3 separate regions of the Mus musculus genome follow, and all the other regions are linked to region 3. The links are chromatin contacts, called in public HiChIP or PLAC-seq and promoter capture Hi-C maps. All regions are on one chromosome and are shown on one strand. Each heading gives the region's core, a stretch centred on a gene start, on an enhancer-like site or on the middle of the called end of the contact. The rest is flanking DNA. Distances are from core to core; before and after follow the strand shown. Region 1 holds the start of Dsp (desmoplakin). Region 2 holds the start of Bmp6 (bone morphogenetic protein 6). Region 3 holds the start of Bloc1s5 (biogenesis of lysosomal organelles complex-1, subunit 5, muted).

Region 1 (4,431 bases), core at 743-3,242, 480 kb before region 3:
TGATGATGGTCTTCCGATGTTCGTCCTTTAGCATGACCTGAAACAGCCTAGACAACTAATGTCATGTGTGTGTCTGGAGTCCACCTCCCTAGCATGTCAACCTACTTATTTCACCCTTTTATCTTCCTGGCTCGCCTTAGAGAAAGATAAATGAAATCACAGTCTTCCCAGACAGGCATGTTTGGTTAGTTTTAGAGCCACCAGTATTCTTGGGAAGGCCTGGAGGAGAGCGAGATGCAATGAGGTAGGTCAGGAAGCAAGGATGGCCATAAACCTACATCTGGTGGGCTGTGTTTTCCCATCTTCCCCTGCTTTGTAAATAGATTGACCAGCTGTGAGTCTGGGGAGGGGGGAGTACGGGCAGCCCAGCTACGGACTAACCAATGTGAGCACCCAGATGTGCTAGCTATCTCTGGTGGAGGAGAGCCTTTCTTGCTGTGAGGTGTTTCATAGAAGAATGGATTGTATTTAAGATGAATTTCCAGGTTGACTGTGCATCCTTTTCAGTATTGGAGAAAGGAGATCTCCAAATGGTTGAAACTGAGGTTCTACTATAGTATTTATGAGGACCGTGGCTGTGCGTTAGTCATCGTTGTCTTGCACAGTCTGATACAGGCCCTTCCATACAGTGTGTTATAGTTATCCACTGGACAAACAAGATGCATAAGAAGGAAAACATTCCGAATCAAATTCCGTGCATTATTTGCTGACGACCCAAACGTCTTCCGGATACTATGGGTTGTTTGTGTGGAGGCTGACTTGCGGATACGGATTCTATTTCTAAACAAAGCACTTTTGTCTACAAGCTCTTTGGCCAGGTGAGTTTGTTGTTAGAAACGAGAGGAAATTGATGGTAGTCGAACAGTGGCAGATATGGGTGGTTGAGCTAACCGTGGTAAACTGTTATCTCACTGTGCGTTTGACTCCTTGGATTTAAGTCGGTCTGCTCTGGGCAATCAGGAAGCAAACGTGCAAGCAAGATCTGTTGTCAAAAATTGTGTCCAAAACTTGGAAGTGTCATTGCAGAATTAGATAGGGCACATATTTAGAAAACCTCCTCTTCTCCTTTACAGCATACCAATGTAGTTTGGTATTTAGTTTTTGGGCTGCTTTAACCAGCTCATGAACATTTGAGAAATACATTGTACAAACAGGAAAGCTAACAGACATTATTCAGGGAGACAAGAAATATTTATTACCAAGATCTTTAAGTGGTGTTTACTAGAGAGCATTTAACGCCACCCCAAGTTATCTAAACAGCTTTTAATGGCTAGTGTACAGGGGTCTGTATCTAAAGTCAGTTTATGGAGACTACGGTGTAAATTGCACTCATCTGCTAACTGGGAGTGGCTTTGGAACCAATCGGTGGAATGTGTTACTCATCTGGAACGGTATCTGTTCAGGCTTCATGGGAGCAGAAAGGGACCCAAGTTGGGGCTCAGGAGTCTACAGGGGACAAACGTGCTCATGATTCTTTTAGAGAAATGGAAAACCACGTCTTGTTTCTGTTTCAGGCAAAGTCCTGCTATGAAGCCCAGTCTAGCCTTGAACTAAGTCCCTCATGACAAAATATTTCTGGAGAAGCCCTTTTCGGGATTCTCTGTTAAATTATCTTTTACACAACAGAAATCGAACTCTTGGGGCTATTTAAATAGAAGCTGGCATGGTTTCCTGGGATAAGCAAAAAGTCAACATTTCACTAGAGTCGTCCCATGGAGTGACCCTCCCAAGCCACTTTATTTCCGCCTCTTGGGGGAGTAGGAAATCCTCCAAAGGTGTGCCACTGTGGCTCCTAGAGCCTGAAGCAAGTCCCGCGGGGTCGCAGCCCTCCGACGGGGATCCAGTCGCCAGGTCCCCGCCCCTCGCCTCTGCTCAGGCTTCGGTGGCGCAGGGCGGAGCCGCAGGTTGGGGAGGGCGGCCCCAGGCGTCGGTGACACGCGGGGGGGAGGGCGGGGGAGGCGAGGCAGCCGCACCTCGCCCTGGGAAGAAGCCGACCAGGTGTGGCCTGGGCGCCGGGTGCCAGCGGGGAGGAGACTCGCACCGCCTCGACCAACACCAACACCCAGGCGCGACCCAGCTCCTCTGAGCCCTCGCTGCCCTCCGAGCCACAGCTCCACTCCGGTTCCCGCGCCTAGCCAGTCGCCGTCCCCGTCTCCGCCCTGCTGGAGCGCTGAGCCCTCGCCAGTCCTCCGCGTTCCGCGCTCCTCTCCCGGAGTCCCTCGCGTGCTCCGAGGCGACGCCTCGCGTATGCCGCGGCGCTGAGCGGCTCTCTTGAGTGACCGCAGACATGAGCTGCAACGGCGGCTCCCACCCGCGGATCAACACGCTGGGTCGCATGACCCGCGCGGAGTCCGGCCCGGACCTGCGCTACGAGATGACCTACAGCGGTGGCGGCGGCGGGGGCGGCGGGGGCGGCGGCGGGGGCACCAGCAGGACGTTCTACTCCCACTCCCGGCGCTGCACCGTCAACGACCAGAACTCCGACGGCTACTGGTGGGTATCAGCCCGCCGCCACCTAGCTCAGTCCCAAATCTTGGGTCAGGTAGTGGCCCGCCTCCTGGGCCAACCAGGAAACCCAGGTCTAGGCCGAGGAAAGTGCTTTGCCCCGGGTCACGGAAGCGCAGGAACGGGTGTCCCTACGCCCAGCGCTAGCCAGTGAGAACAGGGAGCTTGGGTGTGTGCTGGGACCCAGGCGACAGTCCTACCGTGAGCCTACGCAGGGTCCCACGGTCCTCACCTCTCTTCTATCCTAGAAGCGGCTCTTTTCCACCTCCACTGTGTAGGGGAGCAATGGACGGCAGGGACGCAGGTCTCTCCTTGGTCGTACCCTCTTCCTCCCCACCCCCGGTTGTCCCTTGCAAAGTGGACCCAGCTGTGATTGCCTTTGTTCCAGACCGCAGGTGGGAGGTCGGGCTAGGCGGAGCTGCGGCCCCAAAACCCAGCTTTCAAACTAACGAAAAATAAAACTTGTGAAGGGGTGGAGTTCCCTTTGCTGCCCGGTGGCCTCGGAGGGACTCAGGACTTGCAACTCATGGTCACCCCAGGGCGACGGCGGCGGAGGCCCTTAGGTTATTGGCCACCCGAGGGTATCTGCATGGAAGTTACACCCTCCACGGAGCCTGAAAGTCCCCTGTCACGCAAATGGGTTCCTTTGTAGGGATAGCCTCTGGGCACGGGCTGCAAACTTGGTCTGTTCCGCTCGCTCCCCTTTCCCCACTCTGGCCACTTGGTCACCGGGATCGCACCGGAGGCTCCGCACCTTTAAAAAAAAATCAGCCTAGTCTCCTGGAGACTTTGTAATAATTGTGGCTCTGGGCTCAGTATTAGTCATCTCTTTGATCTGTATAAAATGGGCTCCAGCTCTGGCTGAGAGGGTGACCCTGGAGAAAGCACTGTGGCGCCCAGGATTAGGAGCTGCCGAGGAACCCACGGCACAAAGGGCTGGGTCCTCTTCCCGGGATAGTCGGGTAAATACAGCGAGGGAGTCACTGGTGGGTGGGAGAAGGTAATGAGCATCCTTTCACACGGTCCCCACAGCTGCTTTCTGCAAGCCCACGTGAGCCGTGAGACTTTTGCGACCCGCCCCTTCCCAGCCCTACCTCGGTCGCGCCTCTGGAGGCGGCCGCCCCACTACCTTAATACTTCGCAGCGCAGTGGCCGCAGGCGGAGGAGGAGAAACCTAATGGCTCCGATGGCGTTTTGTTTTGCAAGCAGTTTTAGAGATCCGACAGTCCTTCCAGTTGCAACTCGTTTTCTGTTTAAATTTATTTATTTCTCAGGCAGCAGGATACCTTTTCTCATTAGAGATCTTTGTTTTCTTAACAAATTGTGTCCCAGGATTTTGAGGAACGATTGTTTCCGGCAACACCAAGTTTAAAAACTTGGTTTTAAAGTATATTTTAAAGTTTGGCGAGCCACCAAAATCTCAAATGTACTTTTGTGTCTTAGCCTTCCCGGAATTCAGTAGCCTATTCTTTTCAATGTGTGGATTACATAATTAAAGTCTGGATCAGAATATGGAAGAATTCTTTAGCAGTTCTTTTCAACACTTTATGAACCAAGTTATTGTTATTATTAATCTTACTATTTAGTCTGATTCTACTAGCCTAGGTTTCTTAGCATTTGTTATTTTTGCTTTACTGGGAATCAGACCCAAGGCCTCACACGCAGTAGGCAAGTATTCTACTCCTGACCTACACCCTCAGCCCTCTTACAGTGACAGCTATCAGTGCCTAGTAATTGGTTAATTTACTTCCTTAGTTTCTTATCATCTTATAGAGAAGCAATATTTTTAATTTATTCATTAATATGGGAGCTGTGTAAAGATAAATGTCTTATTAGGGTTCTTCCCTAAAACACTTAATTTGGAGAAAAACGATATTTTTTGTCCTTCAATATTTCTGCGTCCCCCCTCCCCCAACCTGTCAAGCT
Region 2 (4,918 bases), core at 2,339-4,838, 290 kb before region 3:
TCCTGGAACTTGATCTGTAGACCAGGCTGGCTTCGAACTACTGGAATTACAGATGTGTGTCGTTACTGCCGGGTTACTTGTAGTGTATTGTTAATGATGTGGTTTATGGGCAAGAACAGAGCACTTAGCATATCAAATGGATAAGCAGTATCATTTTGAAACAAGGATATTTGGCATGTTAAATTAACAAGCACCATCTTTTCAAATCAGAATTTATTAGGCCAAACACATTGTAAACATAGAGCTCTCCACAACTGGTAAGGAACCACTTTGAAAGTAGGCATTTTTAAGAATTTTCTGTGAGTTACTCTGTGTCCCCGTGAGAATTCCCACCCTGTCTCTAGTATCACCAAACGTGTGGAACAAATTTGTGCTTTATGGTGAGGCCATCTTCACTTCGTGAAGTGGGGCAAGGGTGGGACAGACAACCTATTTCCAGAGACTGAGGCCATCTGCATGAAATGTCAGCCAAGCAACCAGATGTTTGCTATGGGTTGGCTCACACATCTGGCTTCTTGACGAGATTTCTCCTCTGCCCCCGCCCCCAACCCCCAAATGCTTGAGAGATGCTCAGAGAAAAGTGAGGGAAACTTGTCTGGGTTTACAGAGGAAGGGGCAGTAATATTTTGGTGTCCTGCAGGGGGCGAAGTGGCCTCTGATTTTCTCCAAGTGTTCACAGGTTCCAGTGAACTCTGGAGGCAGACCTGCTCAAACAAGTTCCTTCAATGCCATTATTCTGTATCCACTTAGAATCACACGTGTGCTTTGTGCTAGTCCTCTGCTCTGACACCTCCGGGCCACGTGGAGTCTCTAATGGGATGTGGTCAGGAAAACAGGAGCGGGAGGGACATGGATGAAGGTTCTCTTTCCACCCCGAGTTTCACTTGACATACATAGAGAAGCTGTGGTCCCAGTCTGATGTCATTGAACTCTTAGGATTATACCTCTTTATTCATCCCTTTGAACTAGGTGGGCCCAAGTGCTTGGCTGCCTGCTTCCTGTAAATATGGCATGTCCAGGTTGAGAGTGCACCATAGACATGCAGAACACATCTCTTGTGACCTTTGGCTGAATGTCACTGACCTTATGACATCTTACCTCACATTTTTTGGGGGGGGGGGCTTCCTCAGACTCTCATACTCACCACCTGAAGACACCCCCCAAACACCCCCTTATTTTAGCACTATTCTTTGAGAACAGAATTCCTCTTGGTAGGGGTGGGGAGTCTGTGACAGGCCTGAGTTAGAGATGCTGTTAAGGACTGTGGTTGATAATACTTCACTACATGTCATTTTAGACTCACGCCACAAGGGGGGGGGAACCCTACAGAGGGGGCAGTAGTGTAGCCCTACATGTCTGTTCTTCACTAGGCTCATTTTCACAGAGTCATATACCCCAAATGAGTCACAAGCTCGCTTTTTAAAAAAAGATTTATTTATTTATTTATTATATGTAAATACACTGTAGCTGTCCTCAGACACTCCAGAAGAGGGAGTCAGATCTCGTTATGGATGGTTGTGAGCCACCATGTGGTTGCTGGGATTTGAACTCCTGACCTTCGGAAGAGCAGTCAGGTGCTCTTACCCAATGAGCCATCTCACCAGCCCACAAGCCCACTTTTGTGTTTTAAATGGCACTCCCTAATGGAGTACCTTTAGGGCTTAGTTTGTTTTTCTATTTTTACAGATTCCAGTGTTGTCTTCACTGCCCTTATAATTTGCGCTTCTTTTATTCCGCATGTGTCTTGTCAGACCTCTTACAAAGAAGATGTGGCTGAGTGTGTGCAAGGAGGAGGCCCCCAGCTTGAAGCTCATGAGTACTTGTTGTGACTTCAGATCTTCTGAGTGGAGTTCCTGGCCTCTCTAGCAGCACAGCAGTGACTTCATACTTGTACAGTGTCCTGGACAGAAGAAACGGTGCACGCTTTTGATGTCTCTAGCATCCTAGCAACAATTATCTAAAATGTTTCAGACCCCATAAACCAATACTGAAAGTGGGTGGCTTATTTTCTTTCCTAATCCTTCCATTCTTGTCAGGTGAAAGACTCACATGTTTAAAGGGCATTTGCTTCTACCATCTAGAGATGAGTGGCCATTTGAGCCATGAATTGACATGTTTATTGGTAGAAGGCAGTGTTGGGAGTGGTCCCAGTTTGTTCAAGGATAGAAGCAACCTGTGTTGAGGGCCCTGTTTATTATCCTGGCTATTTTCTATACTTTCCAGGCTTCTGCCCTGGCTGAAGGCCATCTTTACCACCGTCTTTACGTTTTACCTGGAACGGTGTGTCTAATAATTGCATTTCAGCTCATTAAGATGCAATTGCCAACGGCAACTGCATTGAGAGACTAGCAAGAGGATGGGGAAGGCTTTCCTCGTAACACTAGCAGATCGTAACCCCTTTCGTTTGGGTTGTAGTTTAAGAACTCAAATGCAGCCCAAACGAAGAAATAAATTGAAATATCCGACTGGAAACCTCCAGGACTCTGGTTTGGCTTGTCCTGCCCTCTTTGCAGCTAGTGTGTGAGCAGCTTCCTCGCAGGGTGTGTCTTAACTTACAGCAGCTGCCTTTGAGAGCCACGTGTCTGCTAAACGCCTACATTCCATCAATAAGAGAAACTGAGCAGAGAAGGAGAAAACTGTCATACTATTTTCTCCTTCGGTAACGGCATGGATTAAATAGCTGTGTTTGCTTTTATTTAGCAGAGGAAGAAGAAAGTTTAGATCGGGGTCGTGATCGGATCTGTCTTCCTAGCAATGACCTCTTTGCCTTTCTTACCCGCCCAAGCAACTCCTGATGCCTCCAAGAATTCTGTGTGCTAGAAACCTACGCTCGCTAGGCAGAGGCAAGGCCCTGGGAGAAGGGAGGGTGAAAGAAGGGGGTGGGCCTATGTAAATAGCCCGCAAGAGTCACCTCTCCATTGGCTGGTAGCCTGTCCGTTACCGAGTAGGGCAGGGCGTTCCTGGGCTTGAGTGCGGTACCTGAGCGAGACGCGCAGCAGAAAGCCCACGTTGGCGGCGGCCGGGAGCGCAGTGCGCAGAGGCGGGAGACTGCGAATCCCCGAGCCGACGCCGCAGCCTGCGTTCCGAGTTCCGCTCCTCGTCTCTCTCATCGCCTCGGAGAGCGGGATCCTCCGGGCACCCGAGAGACTGCCGAGAGGAAAGCTAGATCGTGGCCGCCTCCACTTGGGGAGGCGCGCGGAGATTCCGAGGGGGAGAGACGGTGCCCGAAGGCGGAGGGGCGCTGAGTTTCGGACCAGAGGGAAGTTAAAACCGCGCGGAGAAAATTGGCTTTTTAGGACGCAGGGACGCCACAGCCTGGGACCCACAGGGGAGTAAACTTCACGACTGTCCTACAAGCCAGGAGAGGCGTGCGAGGGGATGGTGCCCGGCATCGCCTCCACCTCTTGATCTGTCGTCTCCGGCCCCCCTCGGCCAGCCGCCTCTGAGGGTTCAGGGCAGCGCACGTGTGCAGACTGCGAGTGACCGTGCCGTGACCCGCCCGGGGACGCCGGCTGCAGCGCAGTCCTGCCTAGGACACACCTGGCTCACTCAGCCCGTGCGCCTCCAGAGACCTGCGGGAGAGTGGAGGATCCTGGCCGTCGCCCCGTCGTCTCTTCTCCACCCGGGCTTCTGGGGGCGCCGCGGATGACCATGAGAGATAAGGACTGAGTGCCAGGACCGGGAAGAGAGCCCGCCGAGAGGTGGCGGGGGCTGCCCACTCCGAGGGCCACAGCCTCCGCGCTCCGGCCTCGCTCCGCCGCTCGACGCCTCGCGGGCCCCGCGGGGGCAGCCGGGCTGGGCGGCGATGCCCGGGCTGGGGCGGAGGGCGCAGTGGCTGTGCTGGTGGTGGGGGTTGCTGTGCAGCTGCGGCCCCCCGCCACTGCGGCCCCCTCTGCCGGTAGCCGCGGCCGCCGCCGGGGGGCAGCTGCTGGGAGCCGGCGGGAGCCCGGTGCGCGCTGAGCAGCCACCGCCACAGTCCTCTTCTTCGGGCTTCCTCTATCGGCGGCTCAAGACCCACGAGAAGCGGGAGATGCAAAAGGAGATCCTGTCGGTGCTGGGGCTCCCGCACAGGCCGCGGCCCCTGCACGGTCTCCAGCAGCCTCAGCCCCCGGTGCTCCCGCCACAGCAGCAGCAGCAGCAGCAGCAGCAGCAGACGGCCCGCGAGGAGCCCCCTCCAGGGCGGCTGAAGTCCGCTCCACTCTTCATGCTGGATCTCTACAACGCCCTGTCCAATGACGACGAAGAGGATGGGGCATCGGAGGGTGTGGGGCAAGAGCCTGGGTCCCACGGAGGGGCCAGCTCGTCCCAGCTCAGGCAGCCGTCTCCCGGCGCTGCACACTCCTTGAACCGCAAGAGTCTCCTGGCCCCGGGACCCGGTGGCGGTGCGTCCCCACTGACTAGCGCGCAGGACAGCGCTTTCCTCAACGACGCGGACATGGTCATGAGCTTTGTGAACCTGGGTAAGGATTTTGGGGGTAGCATCGCGCGGAGGGTAGATCCCTCCTTTGCAGTCTCCTGGGCTCAGGTGGTGGGAAGAGGTGGAGGAGCGCGCGCGTGCGCGCGCGGCGGGGATGTGGGACAGCTGGTGCTCCGGACACCTGCGCGGCCGAGTGCTCGCCTGCGCTCCGCTGCAATGGGAGGAGCTGGAACACGCAGAGGTGCCCGCAGAGGTTGTCTTTTTCGGGGAACATGGGGCACTTTTCCCTGTATTCTTATTTCTGACGAGCTCGGGCCACTTCAACGCAAATGAGTTTGGCCAAGGTTCCTAAGAATAAGGTCCTCTGCACTCTTTCCCCTCTGAACTGTCCTCCATTGCCCCCTGGACGTTCGGAGTGCCGCTTTACCCATAGTGACCGTCAGGGAATCCCCCAGCAGTTGAGAACTCCGAGAACCTGATCTGAATGCTTTAGAGAGATTC
Region 3 (4,635 bases), core at 1,033-3,532:
GTCGGTTTGGAGACATCTGTTTCTACAGTCCGATGATAAAAAGGAGCCACTTAAGACTCTGCAGATTAATTTAGTTCTACACAGAGGTAGATTATCAGTCACTCCTAAAACTGCAGCTGTGGGAAACTATGGGGGAACAGATCATGAAATACAGATTACCACAGAAGTTACGTTGTGTAAGGACATTATAATAAATCCATTGTAATAATTCAGAGTTTGTAAGAGTCCAAATATTAAATATAAATTCTGCTAGCATAACCATGTACGTGTAAAATATAGACTTCTATAGATATCTAACTCTAGTCAGGCTATATGCATTCTTTTACTGTTCAAAAAAAAAAGAGTACTGAAATGTATAATCCTTTGATCTCTACTTGTTTGTAACCTAATGTGAAAGCTAGACAAATATCTCCTCACAAAGACACAGAGAAGTGCTTTGATGGAAGAGCCACGGGACTACAAGATGAGACCAAACAGAACTACAACTCTCTTAGTACCTAATAAAGGGAAGGCTGTGTGTGTGGGTCCTGAGTGTGAAAGTGAGAACCAGTCTCAAAATAAAAAACAGAAAAGGGAGTTGGTAATGTAGTCTCTAGTAGTATGGTATTTGTCTAGCATGTGGGAGGCCTTGGCTTGGCTTCCAGTACTGGGGGAGTAAAAACAGTACTGCTTCAAAATTTAAAACTTCCGCCTCAAAGACACAATCAACAGAATGATAGGCAACCAGGCAAGTGAGAAAAATGCCTGCAAACACCTGCTATGGGTACTGAGGAGACAGATGTGTGTGTGTGTGTGTGTGTGTATGTGTGTGTGTGTGTGTGTGTGTGTGTGTGTGTGTGCGCGTGTGTATCAGCATTAATGGTATAGCGGCCAGCAAAGTTGCCTTTCAAGAATATATCAAGAACTATAACTCAATAACAGAATCTACTTACACGAGCAAAGGACTTAAATGGATATTAGATGACTACCTAAAAAATGGGTAGTCAGTTAAGCACATTAACCAAATATTAGAGGAAATGAAAATCACAACAGGGAGTGTCATCTCACACGCATTAGAATAACTAGTACCAAAGACAAGAGTTGGTGATGACAGGTGACTAGAAAATGGTATAGCAAATACAGAACATGCCAACTCCTCAAAAAGTTTAAAGAATAATCAAATGACCCAAAAATCCACTACTGGAGATACAGTCCCAAGAACTGAACACAGGACCTCCGAAGGATGTCTATATATTCATATTCAAAACAGCCTTATTTCCGAGAGTGGAGCTGTCCAAGTCCTCAGAGGCACTGGACCAGTCAAATTCACAGTGGCATGAGGAGTTATGGTTTAATGCATACAAAGTTTTGCAAGATGAAAAACATTTGCGGATGGAGTCATGGTGGCCCAACAACAGCCATACAACGACTAATCTTCACTGAGATTGCACAGAGAAAGAATTCTAACTTAGTCTTAACACACACACACAATACTACTGGATCCCAAATTAAACCTAAGAAACAATGTGAAACACAGTTTAAACAGTCGCAGCCAGCTCAGCTGGGGCCGCCCACAGATCTGGTAAGAGTAAAATGGGAACCGCACAGATGGTAAGCCACCACTCTCCAGGCAGTGTAGGACTGTAGCCCAAAGTTGGTGGAATAGGCGGGTTGAGCAGGGAGTTGAGGGAAGCAGTGGAAACTGCAATTGGAGGCTTCTTCGCGGTTAACGGGGACTTCTGAGGTTTAGGAATTAAAGCTAGTTGTTATTGTAATAATTTAGGTCGAAATCTACTAAGGCTGAAAGGGGACAGCTCAGACCGGTACACTGTATGGTACTGAGCGCTGTGTTTCAGGACGTTTTCCCAAGTGTTCTTCCTGGCATGACCCCCAAGGCGCAGAGGACAGAGGACGAGAGGGTGAAGGACCGAAGTCACCCTACTACGTGTGGGGCTCCAACTAGTTCCCATTCTCCGCTTGTGCGCCCTTCGCCCATTGCACGTAACTGGGTCCTGCGAGCTGGGACCTTTCGTCTCGAGGCGGGCCAGGCAGCTGAGGGCTACAGGGGAGCCGGGGAGCACCAGGAGGGGCGGTCCCCAGCACGCTGCCCCCACCCCGCACGGAGGACCACGCCCTCCACTCCGTACCCTTGATAATGAGGTGCGCCGCACCCGGAGTCCCCAGTGAGTCCCGCTTCTTGCCGCCCTGGGCGGCGTCGCACGCTACAGGGGTCTCGGTGCCTCCGCCACTCATCCCGACCAGTTCCGCCCACCCGCGGCGTCCACGGCGCAGGCACGGACCTTTAGGGAGAGAGACGCTCTGGTGTTACGTCATCACAGGGCGTCGGAGTCGTTGGGTTCGGGGAAGGCGCCGGGAGTGTAGCCGATGCGGCCATGCTGGATGAGGGCAGATGATCTGCGTATGGGAGGTGTTTGAAAATTACTTGTTTCTCGGTTATCCCATCCTACGCCGGTAGGAACTAAACTCACTATGGTTGGAGCAAGGCGCGGCGAGCAGAAGAATAACAGTAGTAGTATATACATAGTTTCTACATTGTTACTGGCCACCACTATTTTATAAAGCATTTTGACATGTATTGTCACCTTAGGGTCATCATAGCAACCTGAGGAGACAGATCATAATTTTTTTAACAAATAAAGCAACACGGTTAGAGGTTAAGAAACTCGTTTTTGTTTTGTTTAGGTTTTTTGTTGTTGCTTGGTTGGGTGTTTGAGATGGTCTCCCTAAATTAGACTAATAAGTGCTGACATTTGATATATTCCATAATGTTCATTTTCTCAACAAATTGTCATGCTTCAAAGAGAGCAATGCACGGCCTCCCAGTGGTTTTTACCTCCTCATCATCCAGGGGTTCTTCCTTAGGACTCAGCTGTGACCGCTTCCTCCGCTACTCTCTTCTGAACAATGAACAATGTCATCCTAAAGGGTCTTAGTCCAGTCTGAAGGAGGAACGTAAAGCGACATAAACGGCAGGAAGAGGAATCGTTCCATACCTGTGGATACTAGCTGTTGAGGGGATCAGGAAAGACTTCCCAGAAAAGACCAGTGTTTGTCTCCAGTCTTGAAGTGAGACATGGAGAGAATAACTAGGTGAAGCAGGAATTGGGGGATTATCGCAGAAGAAATGGTAAACCCCCAAAGGAGGACAAATAAAAAATTTAATTTCCTAGCTTTTTAATCAATATGTAGAAATCATAGTTTTCAAAGACATTTGTTATTCTCCTCACTTCCAAGAAATTTCATATTCATTTTTCTGCATTGTAGAAAAAAATTTCTTTCCCTTTGCATAATTTCCTTTATGACTGTGCACCATGAAGACTCACTACAATATGTGAAATTGAATGCTTTTCTTACATTAATGTGGCTGTTTGTTTTTTTTTTTAAATGTTGATTCTGGATTTCACCTCTGAAATTTGCCAACTCTGTGTTGTGATAAAGAAATTCTAGTTGCCATAATTAACACTTTGGAAATAGAATTGGGTCTTCAGATAGTTTCCAATAAAGCGTCAGCGAAGGCAAAGAAGCCGGAACCTGAGCTCTCTGGATCCCAGCATTCCTGCCCTCCGGCAAGGACATTCTTGGAAGCACGGCTTGGGAATTCCTGCTCTATTTCACCAGTTTCTACTTCCTGTTCTCACCAATACATTGTTACTTCTGGAATAGCAACAAGAAGACAAGGCCAGTACTCAGTACCGATTTGCAGTTACGGCTGACTTATGATACCTGTCATCAACAATGTGACATTTAAAAAATACTTTCTATGACTGAATCTGCGAACACAGACTCGAACAAGGGCTGACTTAGGAAAATCTCCATTTTCAGATGAAGAGACCTAAGGTCAGAAGGGCCACAGCAGTTCCTGCCTTCTCAGTAGAGACATGCCACATGATGGATTGTGAGGATTAATGTCATGTTTTAAGTTTAAATTACTGTGCTTAAAACATTAGAATTATAAAACAAAAAGGCCTGTAAGCCTCCCTTGCCCAAGGAATAACTTCCAGAAATAACTTCCTGGAATCCTTGGGGCTGTTATCCATGTAAGATAACAAATCACGTTTTGCTTCTTCCAACAAGCCTAATTACCCAAACTGCACAGGCTATGCTTGATCACACATAGGTGGGAGGTGTATAGACAGTAAGTCCGTCAGAATAGATGTTTGCTCCTAACCGTACACAGCCCTGTGGGTTTTGCTTTTATAAGCCTCTGACTAAGGTAATTCACTAACATTCTCTAGGCATCCCTGGTATGGACCGGCCCAGTGTCCATTATCCTGGCCAGTATTATAATAAAACTAGCCTCAAATTTTGATCAACATATTTGGTAGTGTTCTTAATTCCCACATGTGAGATTATCAGCACCTCCTGTTAGGAGACGGATTTGTTTCTCTTCACCTTGAATTTGGGCTGGCCTTGTGACTTGACCTTTGACCAGTGGAACACACGGTACTGATGAGTGGGTTCCATTGGACCGGGCAGCATCCTGCTTTGTTTTCTTGCCAGGACACTCTTGCTGGAGTGAGGTCATCATGTGTAGAAGCATACTAATTTAGACACGTGTGGAGAGAGGTTGCAAGGGGAGAACTGAGGCACACCAAGAGTCCCCACTCCTGTCCCAGAGATGTGAGAGTCATTTCC

The links. HiChIP or PLAC-seq counts read pairs in DNA pulled down with a chosen protein or histone mark. Capture Hi-C pulls out chosen DNA fragments and counts their contacts.
Region 1: an H3K4me3 HiChIP or PLAC-seq map of craniofacial prominence shows a contact between it and region 3, with 4 times the contacts expected there. The contact joins the promoter of Dsp here to the promoter of Bloc1s5 in region 3. A contact is called at or near these places in 3 of 39 promoter capture datasets (cranial neural crest, hippocampal neurons and second pharyngeal arch cranial neural crest) and 4 of 115 datasets of contacts at active chromatin or transcription factors (astrocytes, craniofacial prominence, embryonic basal ganglia and 1 more).
Region 2: a contact with region 3 is called in a promoter capture Hi-C map of liver. The contact joins the promoter of Bmp6 here to the promoter of Bloc1s5 in region 3. A contact is called at or near these places in 4 of 39 promoter capture datasets (embryonic stem cells, frontonasal cranial neural crest, neural stem cells and 1 more), 11 of 484 Hi-C or Micro-C datasets (cerebellum, cortical neurons, embryonic fibroblasts and 6 more), 8 of 115 datasets of contacts at active chromatin or transcription factors (astrocytes, craniofacial prominence, differentiating embryonic stem cells and 3 more) and 2 of 9 other capture datasets (adipose tissue and liver).

Annotation. Positions count from the first base shown.
Region 1 is chr13:38,149,302-38,153,732 of GRCm38.p6, forward strand. It overlaps Dsp (desmoplakin), which reads left to right and starts at 1,993. Exons shown (of 24, transcript NM_023842.2): 1 at 1,993-2,493. The coding sequence starts at 2,288.
Region 2 is chr13:38,342,128-38,347,045 of GRCm38.p6, forward strand. Bmp6 (bone morphogenetic protein 6) reads left to right here and starts at 3,589. Exons shown (of 7, transcript NM_007556.3): 1 at 3,589-4,460. The coding sequence starts at 3,806. Gm47990 (a long non-coding RNA gene) reads left to right here. Exons shown (of 2, transcript XR_003950672.1): 2 at 1,752-1,996.
Region 3 is chr13:38,632,810-38,637,444 of GRCm38.p6, forward strand. It overlaps Bloc1s5 (biogenesis of lysosomal organelles complex-1, subunit 5, muted), which reads right to left and starts at 2,283. Exons shown (of 5, transcript NM_139063.3): 1 at 2,127-2,283. The coding sequence starts at 2,232.